3 separate regions of the Mus musculus genome follow, and regions 1 and 2 are each linked to region 3. A link is a contact called in public promoter capture Hi-C data. All regions are on one chromosome and are shown on one strand. Each heading gives the region's core, a stretch centred on a gene start, on an enhancer-like site or on the middle of the called end of the contact. The rest is flanking DNA. Distances are from core to core; before and after follow the strand shown.

Region 1 (4,081 bases), core at 875-3,374, 250 kb after region 3:
AAAGCTGAGACATCAAATACCCAAAGTAATGGTAAAATTCACTAGGCAACCAATAATCCCTACACTGGGGAGGCAGAGGCAGGGAGATATCTGAGTTCAAGGTCAGCCTGGTCTACAAAGAAAGCCAGAGCTACACAGAGAAACCTTGTCTCAGGAAAAAACCCAAACAACAACAAAGTAGCAGGATAAGAGAATTTGGGAGGGCAGGAATCTGCTCCACTAAGCCCACTCATCTCGTTTCTTTTCCACTTCTAGAGCCTGTTTGGTTTTGCAAATGTTTGTTTTTGAGACAACCCACTCTATGGTCCAGACTAATCCCAAACTCATGGTGCCTCCCTCCTCCGTGTCCCAAATTCTAGGATTAAGCATGAACCACCACCACTCTGGAGCTCAGTGCTTGGCTTTATTAAGGAGATGCCAGAGAGAGACTGGGTGTCCTTGTATGTATGTACTGTTTGCCATCACTCCCTCAGTGTCCTACAATGGCTCCTGGTGGCTTCTCACCAGGAAGGAACAGTTAAACCCAAACACCATGCTCTCTCTGCCAGTCAAGATGAGACTGACTCCCTCTTGCCAAATCCAGTCTGTTTTCTCATCTCTAGCCCCTTCTGTATTCTGCGTCCTGCTTTCCCACGCTATCCCCAGTCTGAAATCCATCCATTACTCTGTTGGGCTTTTCGTTTTGTTTGTTTGATCACAGTGTTTCACACTGTAGATTAAACTACTCTGGAACTCACTATGTAGCTCAGACTGGCCTGGAACTCACGGCAGGCAATCTTTCTACCTATCTCACACATTGGATTCCTTTTTACACACATTTCTAAAGACCTCTTACTATGGAATGGGGCACCCCTCCCCTTTTCCGAAATCCAAGGAACCGCTCAGCTTGTCTCATGCATAATGGCTGCCCAGTAAAACACAGTTGTCCTCTCCTCTGACCAGTACACCTTCTCAGAGCACTTGACACGTTCTGCTATTATGTGGGCAGACTTCGCCTCATTTTCCTGTTTGAATCCTCCGTGTCAGGTAAATCCCACCACGCTCACTGGTCCCAATTTGTCTAAAACACAGACTATTTGCCTGCCTCTCTCCTTGGGACTATGAACCACTAGAACGCCAACATTGCACGGTTACATCTGACCCAGGGAAGATATTAAAGGACTTTCTACGGATGGATGGATGGATGGATGGATGGATGGATGGATGGATGGATGGATGGATACACAAATGCATGGATAAACAGACTAAATAAACGAATGGATGAATGAACTAAAGGATAAACTCTTCCTATAAACTTCCTTATTCTTCTTTACATTCTTAACATTTAGTTCTTCGTGGAAGTGAAAAATAAGGAAAGGGACAGGTGGTGGTGGGAGAGCCACTACAGGTCAGGAATTTGTCCTGCAAAAGCCAGGGAGACTGGAAGCTGTAGAACCAGCGGCTCGCCCTCCCACATCCTCCACGCGGCGCACCGGTCCCCCAAACCCCCACCCGAGTCCAGTCCCCACCCCACCCCCACCCACTCCGGGAGACGCGAGTTGGAGCAGGGCCGCCTCCACTACACACCCCACAGTCCCCGGGGCGGGCAGTCTGGCGTGCTTCTCGCCGCTCCGCCTCCATGATCCTTCCACGCCCCGACTCTGCGCCTCCAGATCCGGAGCGCGAAGCGTCCTGCGCGCCGAGTACCCTGCACTCACCTTCCGTGCCAGGCTCTCCGCTGACGCCGCGGGCTAGGCTGAGCAGCAGCACGAGCCGCAGCAGCCGCTGCAACCCGCATCCTGGAGAGCGGCGCGTGCCCCGGGGACCCCGGCCCATGCCGCTGGCTCCCTCCCGGCGCCCGCCACTCCCCGGAGGCCCCTGTGCAAGGAGATAAGGCCAGAGGCGCGAGGAAGGGGCGGCGCAGAGGCTTCCGGCGCCGGGTTGCGCCGGTCCCGGCGGGGAGCAGGGTCCCAGGTCCCCGGATCTAGGTGCGCCTGGTGCACCGGCTGCGCGCGAGCTGAGCCACGGGGAGAAAGCGGACTGTGCTAGGGGGGAAACATCGCAGTGCAAGTGTGACTTGTGGAGACCAGAGAAGTGCAGTAGCCACAGGAAAGGGTCTCTGACTGGACGGGTCAGAGAGTTGGGAGGTGGTGGCCGCCCGCGCGGAGGGAAAGAAAGGAGAGGAAACTAGTCATGGGCCAGTTCACCCGGGGTGCACATGCTGGAACAGGTGACAAAACAAAAGTTCCAGCTACTTGCTGGACGACGCCCTCCTTGGCACGTTAGGAATCGAACGGGGAGAGACACGTGGTGAGAAAGACATGGAAGACAGGACAACCGTGTATTCTAGAAACCGAGGGACCGTTTTAAGGTGGGGACAAAAGGTTAGAGAAATATATGGCAGAGTTAAAGAACTCTGCTCTGAGAGTAGGGTCAGCATCAGGGCGTGAGGGGATCCGGGAAGGGGCAGGTGATCCTCTGAATTTTGGAGAGAATCAGAAATGGAGTGTTCAGGGACAGAGTCCACCACGTCTTAAGATTAGTGCAATATTAGAGAAAGGACAATATTAGATCAAGGAGAAACTGTGAATGTCGCTTAGATCTATGCTTTGGGTGGACTGTGGTGGGAGACTGGGGAGCAGAGGGTTAACGTGAGTTAGGAATTGGGGTTGAGGGAGGCTGAGGAAGGAAGATCAGTTTTGTCTGTGGGGCCCGCCCAAGTGCAGGGGGCACTCCCCACTTCAGCAGGTACCCTCATTTGCTTTCTCACCGGTGAACTAGCCCTACCTCTAAGGCAGGCAAATACACCCATATAAGGGCTGAACTTGGGCTGCCTTAGGAAGAAACCGTTAAAATAAACTTCCTAGTCTCTTGTAACAAGTTTTCTTGAAGATTATTTCTGTCCAACAAAGAAAGAAGCCTGCTTTGGGAAGTAGTAGAGCACCATGAAAGTGTGAACATGTCTCTAGGTGTTTGGGCAAAACCAGTCTCCAGGAACCCTCACAGGTCATTGCACAAATCCACTGTTCAAGACATTTTTAAAACAACCTTTATCTCTACTTCTCATGCCCTTCTGCAAAATAAATATGTATATATACTTTAAAAAAAAACATGATGCATGAAAAAACAACTATCCAAGACTTGGACATGGGAAGGAAAATTACTGGGTGTCTCTTTCAGCATGCATGGGAGTAAATGCTATCTAACCCACTTTCCGTGGATTATTCAATTCAAAAGTGTACTTTTATGAATGTCCTACTGACTAGGTTTGTTTGTGGCTTTATAAGAGTATACGTTAACTTAAATAACCCCGATGACAATATTATCAATCAGAGCTGTCTGTCTGTCTGTCTGTCTGGGGTCCTTTACCTGAATAGAAAGAAATCCTGAGACCACAATGGCAGTGCATGCCTTTAAGCCCAGCAGTCAGGAGGCAGAAGCAGAAGGATGTGAGTTCCAAGCACCTTGATCTACACTACAAGTTCCAGGATAGCCAGAACTACGTAGGGAGAGCCTGTCTCAAAATAACAAACAAAAAACTCTGAGACAAGCAGAGAGGCTTTTCTGGCTTTGGTGCCCTCTAGGTCATAGGTCTAGAGAGCCTGTGGGCTGGACTAAGGGACGGTGATAACTAGGGGCCTATTGCTTCATGCTTTACAAGCCAGAGACATGACTAGGCATTCAGGCTGGAGGCTTGTTCCTCTGGACTTTAACCACCAGCAAACCCCAGCATTTTGCAACTGTTGCAACCCTCTTCTTCCAACAGCAGTATGAGGGAGCAGTAGGCAGTTCCTACTGGGACTGCAACTCCTGAAAGGGCTCTGGGTTTTTGGACCATCAGCTCCTTATAGGAGCCATTACAGCCCTGCAGCCCAGTGGCCAGAGACTTTGACAGCTCCTTGGAACTCTTCTGGTGGCTTAGACACACAGACTTTTTTTTTTTCTTCAGCTATTCACAGTACTCTGTCTCCATGGCCTTTCTCCCTATCCTGCGCTGTCATGCTCTGGAATGTTTTAGCTGCTGCACCATCTTCTTGGCATTGCTGCCTTCCACTGTGTCCAGCAACCATCTCTTCTTTGTGTTGCCAGCTCACCCAGGGCC
Region 2 (4,521 bases), core at 1,270-3,769, 180 kb after region 3:
CTAACCACCGAGTCTCTCCAGCACTGGTTTTGATTTTTGAGACAGGATTTCGCTCCGTAGCCCAGGCCTCCTTCAACTTGCTATGTAACCTGGGCTAGCCTCTTACTCATAATCCTTCTTCCTCAGCCTCCTGGGTCCTGGAATTATGGACATACGCCACTACACCCAGAAAAACTCCTGAGTTGTATAAACTTGGCCAATAAGGTTCAGACGGGTTTCTTCTAAACCTGACTTTTCTCATTTGTGAAATCAACATATCCAGCTTACTTTCTTACATCACGGGCAGATGGGAGAACTGAGTGAGATATGGAAATGTTGCCATAAAGCTGTGACCTTTGTAGACAGTCAGCGTGACTTGGATGGGCCATAATAAAATGTCCTGAAGCGTATCTGTGGACAGACACCTTGAGAATGAGGGAAATGGTACATAAAACTCCATGGGTTAGGGCCTCAGGGCGGGTGCTTTCCAACAGAAAATGACTGGAAAATGGATGGAAAGGCTGGAGAGACCGTCTGCTGCTCTCAGAGCAGATAGAGCTCCTCCAGCTGCTTAGAGCTCAGCTAAGGTCATTAACAACCGGGAGGCAGGCTTGTTCCGGCCACTGTATGGAAAAAGTCATCCCCCTGTGGGGGAACATCCCTTCAGTCCTTTATTTTTTTAAATGCTGCCAAAAGAAGGGGTTCAACAGGATGAATTAAGGAACCCCCCTCCAGTCTGGGGTAACAAAGCAATTTCTAAGGAAAAGCAAATGTCCTAACAAATAAACTTTTATCTTTTCTACCAATGAAAAAGGGTGGTTTGTTTGTCTGTCTTTCTTTCTTCCTTTCTTTCTTTTTATAAAAGATTTATTTATTTATTTATTTATTTATTTAATGTAAGTACATCATAGCTGTCTTCAGACATGCCAGAAGAGGAAGTCAGATCTCATTCAGGATGGTTGTGAGCCACCATGTGGTTGCTGGGATTTGAACTCAGGACCCTCTGAAGAGCAGTCGGTGCTCTTAATCGCTGAGCCATCTTTCCAGCCCTTGTTTTTCTTTCTATGATGTTGGTGATGGAACTCAACAAGTTTACAAGTCCCAACCACTCTCCCCTCTGAGCTACATCCAAAGCCCCAAACAAAAGTTCAAACCTCTGTCAGGGAGTCTCTGTTTTACAATCATGTTTAATATGTAAGTCTCCCATACAAATCTGTGTCACCTAACTATTCATGATAATGGAAAATTATTCCACTAAAAATCAGGATTGCCCAAAGCATTTTCAATATCGCTAACATATGTAGCACAAGGCAATTAGCTGAGAAACAATATCCATGAGTATAACGGGAAAATGTGAAAATACGGCTCTAAGAATTCAAAGGCCTGTCATTTCTCCTTTATCTTCACAGTGTTTAAAGTTTTCACAAGGATATGGGGGGCGGTGGGGGGAGTGGCAGCCATAGGATTTTGAGGAACGGCAAATATATCCATGTATGAAATGTACAGAAGAAACAGCACATAATGTCTATGACCGTACCCAGACAGAAGACAAGCAGAGCTGCTGTCTGCGAGTTCCCACTGGAGACAATTTTTGTGTGGTATAGCCATCACAGACTGAGTACAGAGGAAGACAGTGCTGGGAACGAAGGCGTCTGGCTTCTACTTCCTGCACCCACTCCTGACAGAAGTGACTGAGAATAACTAGAAATGGGTCAAAATTTGCATCTGGGTTGGAAGGAAAGGTTGGTTGCCATACACAAGGCAGACACATGAGGACATCTACTTAGCACACTGTAAAAGCGACCAGGCTGTGGGGAGGCTCAGAGCAGCTATCCAGCCTGCCTTCCAAGCAAGGGAACACTGTCTCCAAATTCAAAGGGAGGACTAGAGAACTTGAGCTGTGGAGGAAGCCAGACATCAAAAGACAAGTCTGTAATGATCATCTCTGCAGAGGCACAGTCAGTCCCCAAATCTAACTGCACGTCAGAACCCCACAGACAGCACCTCTAAATGCTGTGTGGACATCTGTGGGGTGTGTTTCAAAGGTCATCCACCCATCTAAGTACTAGCCAGGCCCAGCCTTGCTGAGCTTTGGAGATCACCTGAGATCGGGCACACTTTGGGTGGCGGTGACTTGGCAATTCTGAGAGGCAGCCAAGACAAAAGGTGTATTAGCTACTATTGCTAGCGCCCATAGTCATTCCTTAGCACTCTGGAGATCAGCAACAAGGAAGATAGTCTAAGTGGAGAGCTCAGGACCAGAGAGCTCCCTGCAACAAATCCCTGGGTTGACAGGACAGCTCAACTCTGCTGCTTCAGTAGCCTGGTGCCACCAGGAAGCCAGGCACAGCAGAGCTGGCCCAAGGCCAACAGCTTCACAAGTCAACAGAACAAGCTTCTCAGAAACTAAGGGGAGGTGGGCTTCCCCACCGTTGCTTCTCAAAGAAGGCCGGCCCACACAACCATTGGAGAGTCCTTCCCTGAGAGGTCAGAGGTAAACACATGAATATTCCAATGAAGAGTGAGGCCAGAGGGTGTGACATCCACCTTATGAGGAAGCACCAGTCTAGACAGTCTAGCTCAGAGCTCTGTTTCCCAGGCTAAGTCGGCTAGAAGCCTATGAAATAATCCTTTCACACTAAGGGAAGGAGAGGGAGGCGTGTGTACAGGGACCAGGGGTTTTGTTTGCTGTGTTTTTTTTAAAAAAAGCAATATGATAATAAGATTAAGCAGTTCAAAGTTTGTTACTTTCAATAATTTTTTTTTTGTTTGTTTGTTAGTTTTTCGAGACAGGGTTTCTCTGTGTATCCCTGGCTGTCCTGGAATTCACTCTGTAGACCAGGTAAAAATACACAAAATGAGATTCCCCACACACAGAGGAGAGGAAAGTGCACAACAGAACTTACAGTACATTGTAGACATGCACTCGAGCATACACACACTTCCACACGCACAGACACACACATACAGAGACACACACACACAGACACACACACATAGACACACACACACACACACACACACACATTTACAGTAGGCATGGAACACATTCCCAGGAGGCAGAGGGTAAAGGACATGAGAGAAAGAGCAGGGAGTTGGTTCCACCTAGGTGTATTGGAGGAAAAGAGTGGGGGTGGGGTGGAAGAAGCAACAAACCGAGATGGAGATTTGATGAAGGAAATTATTCCTAAAGTGTGGACAGATCAAAATCCCCCAGGGCCCTAGGAAGACTGATCAAGTGCACAGTGTTTCCATCCCACACACTGAAGCTTCATGAGAGGGTCCCTTCACTGTTGACCTGCAACCAGGTCAGACACTGACGATGTCACCAGACAACACCGTGTGTATGAACAGATGACTAAAGGCATAGCTCTACTGCTGAAGGGAGCTTTTTTGGTATCCACACTGAAACTCAGATTGCCTTATAGGATTAGAAATGGGGCAGGGGAGCTTGCGTCGTGGCTGGATGCTGGAGCCTAAGCTTAGCTTGTGAGAGACCCAAGGTTGACTGTCCAGTGCCTCCTCCCCCTTACCTTCCATTAAGGCATTAAGTCCCAAAGACAACTCGATCTGTTTACAGAATTCTTACATTCAAGATTTAATCTCCACTCAAACCTTTATTCACAGGGAAAGCAACAAAAAACACTCTCAGATAATTGTGGGCTCAGAAAGGACCCCATTTCCACAGTGAGAAAAGATAGAAACCGTCTTCTAGACAGGGAGCAGAAATGTAAGGAGAAACAGAGAAGTGAGCTTAGAAAGACTGGCAGTTAACACTGCACTGATGAAAACCCACACACCTCAGGTTAAATGGTTGCAGAAAACATTGCTACAAGCATCAGGAAACAAAACTAAAGCGCCAGGCCGACCAGGTCAACAGCCCAAGGGAAGGAGAGTAAGAAATACATGGGCGGACAGCTCGGCCTTCCTTCCTCAGAAGCCAACACAGTGAGCTGGTAATCAGAGAGGCACACACCCAAATAGGTTCTTTTAAAGATTCGGCCAACTGTAGAAGAAAACCAAGATCTGTATTGTCTGACTCACTGAAAACAGAAACTTGTGGAACCAATAAAAAGAAAGACACAGGAATGTGACATTAAAAAAAAAAAAAAAAAGAAAATGCTGGAAAGGAATCTACCACCCAGGAAGCAGTAATGGAAGCCTGTTTGCTTATCCACTCAAATACCAGCCTTTCCCCAGGAAGTTTCTATGTGTTCTGACTTCCAGAGCTGTGACGGCAGCCTCATCCAGTCAGCCTGTGAGGATAGCTAACAGTGTGTTACGCCAACACAAAAGCACAAAGAAATTGAGGAAGTCAGTACTGCACCCAAGAAGGTAAAGTAAGGCAAACGACGTGGGGCAGACAGAGCAAGCCATTTGCTGTTAGTGAGAGAATCCATCCATGTGTCAGGAATATTGAAAACCCTGGCATCAAATCATGCAGGAGAAACCAATTAGCCTCGACAGAAGAAAAGGAGAAAAATGGACAGCTACACAACTCAAGTCTCTCTTGATCTAATAACGTGCGGTGAGACAGAGATC
Region 3 (4,430 bases), core at 231-2,730:
AACTCTATTAACCAGTAACTCTCAACAACTGGAAATTAATTTCGAAGCATGGTTCTTTCCCACTGATTTTTCACCAGTAGAACAAAGGACACTGCAAACCTTAAGGATTTTTTTTTTTTCCTTTTTCTTTTTTCGAGACAGAGTTTCTCTGTGTAGCCCTGGCTGTCCTGGAACTCTGTAGACCAGGCTGGCCTCGAACTCAGAAATCTGCCTGTCTCTGCTTCCCAAGTGCTGGGATTAAAGGTGTATGTCACCACTGCCCGTCATTTTTGGATTATTTTTTAAAAGTAACTTGAATAATAAACAGTTTAAACACAGAACAATTGTAAACAATATAGATGTATCCAGGCTGAAGAAACAAATGGAAACATTTACTACTAGCTTCTCCCAGTTGCGACTTAAAGTTAGAATACTCTTGTTTTTCCACCACAGGGATTCATTGAATTTGCCCAGCCTGGCCTGGAACCTGTGTGTTCAAGTTCAGGTAATTCTCCTGCTTCAGTCCCAGAAGTAACTGGGCTACATACAGGCTTCTCACACAGCCTAGCCTTCATTTCCCCATTTTCAGTATCGTGCACATGCATAATTAAACGTTTTAGTAATAGCAACATTTAACAGCTTTTTAAAAATGGAGTAACGTAATTTAACCCAGTATGACTAAAATCTATCATCCCAGCAAATAATACAAGATTTATGAATGAGATGGTTTGTCAGCGGTGTACTGGCAACACTTAACAGCCTAGCACTGCTCGAACTAGCTACATTTCCATAACTCTCTTGGCTACATCTTAGCCAAATTACACTCAGCTGCCCTAGAGAACGCACAATCTTGCGCGAATTCAGCATCAAGCGATTCTTCCAATTCTGAGTTTGGGGATTCCTTAAATAACACAGTCTCTTGGCTCCTCCGGATTTGGCCAAGATAAAGTGTAGAGGCGGCGCGTGCTGCTTAGAGACAGTGCAGGGGGGGGGGGGACCGCGGGCGCGGGCGGCGGCAGCGGTTGGTAGCTGCCGGGCGGCGAGCACGCGGGGGCAGCTCCACCCGTGGGCGCGCGGGCCGGCACCGAGGCGCGAGGGCGCCGCCCCGGGGGCGGGGGCACGGGCACCGGGCTCCAGAGGGCGGGGCAGGGCGGACCGCATCGTGCCGGGATTCGGACGCCGGCAGAGAGCACGGACCAGAACGCAGAGCCGCGGCGAGCGAAAGGGACGACGGCGACGGCGGCGGCGGCGGCGGCGGCGGCGGCGGCGGCAGCGGCAGCCCAAGGGTCTGGACCACGGGAGCCCGAGCGCGCGGCAACGGCCGCCTAGAGCGCGCAGCGCGGTCAGCCTGCGCTCGCAGCACACCAGCGCGCGCACGCTAAGGGGTGCGCGGTGCCGAGCGCGCGCCGAGTGGCCGGGGGCGCGCAGGCCCTGCCCGCCCCTTCCGTCCTCACGCCCGCCGCCCCGCCGGCCCTTCCTCTCCCACCTTCCACTCGCGGCCCGCGCCCCGCACCCGGCGGCCCCCGCGTCCTCCTCCCGCGGCAGCGCTGTCCGCGGCGGCCGGAGCGGGCCGGGCCGGGCCAGCGGGCCGGGGGATGGCGCTGCTGGACCTGGCCCAGGAGGGAATGGCCTTGTTCGGCTTCGTGCTCTTCGTGGTGCTGTGGCTGATGCATTTCATGTCCATCATCTACACGTGAGTTGGAGGGTCGGGGCCTCGGGGACGAGCTGGACTGGCAGGCGTGTGTGCGGTGGAGGGTAGCGTTTTGCGGGGATAGAGAAAGCTGATCCCCAAACGGCCCCCTAAATCGGTCTCCTTGGGGCGGTGCGACGCGGGGTCCTGGAAAGGGAATCGCGCTGGAGTCGCGACCCGACTCCTGGGTTGCAGGCGACTACCGAGCTCTAGGAGAGGAGCCTGCTTCTCTGTCTGGTGGAGGGTTGTCTACTTGGTTTGATTGTGTAGGAGATTCGTGTGATTTTTCTTCCCATCTGGGCGAGGATGTATGGTGTATTGTGAGGTTTTCCGCTCCCTCCGCGCCGGCCACGTCTCTATTATGGAGATGGTCCTTTACACTCTTCCGGGAGCTGATCACCACCACCCCAGGCTTCCCAGTGGATTACCTCCTTCCTAGAAGAGCTATGTGTTTAGCTAGGTGTGTAGCACCTGCCCGCCTTGAAGAAGGTCCGTCTCCGAGCCAGTGTTATAAAGCATCGAGTCCTGTCAGCGTGGCATTTCAGTATCATGTCTTTATTTATCTTTTTTCCAAGTCTTTATGTATTGGCTTGTTTGGAGTTACATCCTTAATCTGTTTTCCACACACATCTCTTCATTTGGCAGGTACCTCCTAAGGCCTACTAGATACCACCTGGAGTTGGGCTGGGGACATAGGTGAGAAAGCAGGACAAAACTCCTGCCCTCATGAAGCTTACATTCTAGAAGGATGAAACATGATAAAAATCTAAATAAGGTTATTCCCTATAAAGCTCATGACTAAAACAGAACAGAGTGAAGGGGCGGAGAGAGACATGACATAGGTGGCTGAGTTTTGATCCATCAATGAAATGTCTTTAAAATGAAGCCTGTTTAAATGTGTAGAGATGAACTCACTTGGCATTTTAGCCTGAAAGAGGAGGGAGGAAATTTATTTTTATTTATTTATTTATTTATTTTAAACTACCAGATAGGGATAGGCTAGAATAGGCTGTATGTTAATGAAAAACAGGGAAGGACGTTAGGCAGTTACTTTTTTTTTCCACTATAGAAAACATGTGCTTTTCTCCGATTGGTGTGCCATTTCCTGACGCCGAGAAAGACAACACCTGTATAAGATAAGCAGACAGGGTTTTGTGGGGTTTTTTTTGAAAGTGAAAGAAAACATACCCCGTTTGGAATTTAGAAATGTAAGCAGTATTCATTTTAACTACATGGGCTCTTTAAAAAGCAATAGTTATTTTATCAGGAATTTAGACAGTACAGAAAGGAATAAAGAAGATAGTTATAACATACTAAAACGTTACCTTGTTAACCATTTTTGCCTACCTTCCCAATTAGGTATATATATATCAGGCAGAAGAGGAGAGAGGAGATTGTACCATGTCATGACTGTTGTTCCATGGCCTGCTTTAAAATCTCCCCTACTGACTAAATGGTGTTTGATAAGCAGTACAGGGCACTGTTCTAGGTGCTAGAAGTTAAGCATGAAGAACCAAACACCCCAAGGCTGTTGCTTGTCGGGAGCTGCCTGCAAAGCAACCTGACTATTGTTTTTCTCCTATCAACAAATGTGTGAGCTCTCTCCATTAGTGTAGGAAGATGCATGGCATTTTGGCTTCTGAGCTTTTAATATTCATTTATTGTTTTTGGTAGGCAATTCAGTTGATTTAAGCAACACTTAAAAAGAAACAGTTATATTTGTATTTCTTAGCTTTTTCCTGTGCTGGGAACCAAACCCAGGGCCTTCTGTATTTTGGGCAAGTGCTTCATCCCTAAGATATATTGCTAGTTCCTGTGATGAATTCTTTTTTTTTTTTTCCCTCGAGACAGGTTTTCTCTGTATAGCCCTGGCTGTCCTGGAACTCACTTTGTAGACCAGGCTGGCCTCGAACTCAGAAATCCGCCTGCCTCTGCCTCTGGAGTGCTGGGATTAAAGGCGTGCGTCACCATGCCCCTGCTCTGTGATGAATTCTTATACATGCATCTCTTTAAATCACATTTCTTAGGGGGAAAAAGTATTGGACCAGAAATGATACATCTTTTAATCTTTGTTACAATGTTGCCTTATAAAATGTGATAGCTATTCCTAGTCCTGGCCGTCAGGTGATGGGTATTTCCCTGTTCTGTGTTCCTTATTCTTCACTATTTCTTCTGTTTTGATTTTCATCCATGTAGTTATTGGTTCCACTAAGTTGCTTTTCAGATATGTATATGATAATTTCATTTAGTCATAAATTATGTGGCTATAGTCTTTTGCTTATACTGCAGTCTATTACCAAGCTCCTGTGCTTTTGTGGAGGTAACTCCTATGTTAATCTGTCACATGCTGTTGCTTCTCCTGTCTATTTTATTGTCTCTCACCTTGAAGCTAGACAAGTGTTCTGCTTTATGTTCCCTTTTATCGTCTGCATTTCCAAGTATTGTATATATTAATTATATGTTTGTTAGTCTGTTTTCTTCTACTGTTGTGAATTTTCCCTTTTAATTTTCACATACTACACTGTGATTTTTCTCAGCATTTTTCTTAATTTTATTTTTTTATTGTTTTTGGTTTTTGGTTTTTGGTTTTTCGAGACAGGGTTTCTCTGTGTAGTCCTGGCTGTCCTGGCTGTCCTGGAACTCGCTCTGTAGACCAGGCTGGCCTCAAACTCAGAGATCCACCTGTCTCTGCCTCCCGAGTGCTGGGATTAAAGGCGTGCGCCACCACCAACCGGCTCTCAGCATTTTTCTTTGTTATATA

The links. Promoter capture Hi-C pulls out the DNA fragments that hold promoters and counts their contacts.
Region 1: a promoter capture Hi-C map of the HPC-7 cell line shows a contact between it and region 3, with 3 times the contacts expected there. The contact joins the promoter of Susd1 here to the promoter of Ugcg in region 3. A contact is called at or near these places in 5 of 39 promoter capture datasets (the C10 cell line, the HPC-7 cell line, cranial neural crest and 2 more), 3 of 484 Hi-C or Micro-C datasets (cortical neurons and embryonic stem cells), 3 of 115 datasets of contacts at active chromatin or transcription factors (the HPC-7 cell line, double positive thymocytes and embryonic stem cells) and 2 of 9 other capture datasets (adipose tissue and liver).
Region 2: a contact with region 3 is called in a promoter capture Hi-C map of the C10 cell line. The contact joins the enhancer-like site here to the promoter of Ugcg in region 3. A contact is called at or near these places in 4 of 39 promoter capture datasets (the C10 cell line, the HPC-7 cell line, liver and 1 more), 1 of 484 Hi-C or Micro-C datasets (embryonic stem cells), 2 of 115 datasets of contacts at active chromatin or transcription factors (the HPC-7 cell line and memory CD8 T cells) and 2 of 9 other capture datasets (adipose tissue and liver).

Annotation. Positions count from the first base shown.
Region 1 is chr4:59,436,509-59,440,589 of GRCm38.p6, forward strand. Susd1 (sushi domain containing 1) reads right to left here and starts at 2,125. Exons shown (of 17, transcript NM_001163288.2): 1 at 1,698-2,125. The coding sequence starts at 1,815.
Region 2 is chr4:59,370,417-59,374,937 of GRCm38.p6, forward strand. The region is part of intron 8 of Susd1 (sushi domain containing 1); the gene reads right to left. Among named protein-coding and RNA genes, the nearest start is that of Susd1, 66 kb to the right of the region's middle. Within about 2 kb of position 2,520, at least 35 of the 459 cell types and tissues checked have an H3K27ac peak or open chromatin away from gene starts, as enhancers often do.
Region 3 is chr4:59,188,070-59,192,499 of GRCm38.p6, forward strand. It overlaps Ugcg (UDP-glucose ceramide glucosyltransferase), which reads left to right and starts at 1,481. Exons shown (of 9, transcript NM_011673.3): 1 at 1,481-1,672. The coding sequence starts at 1,575.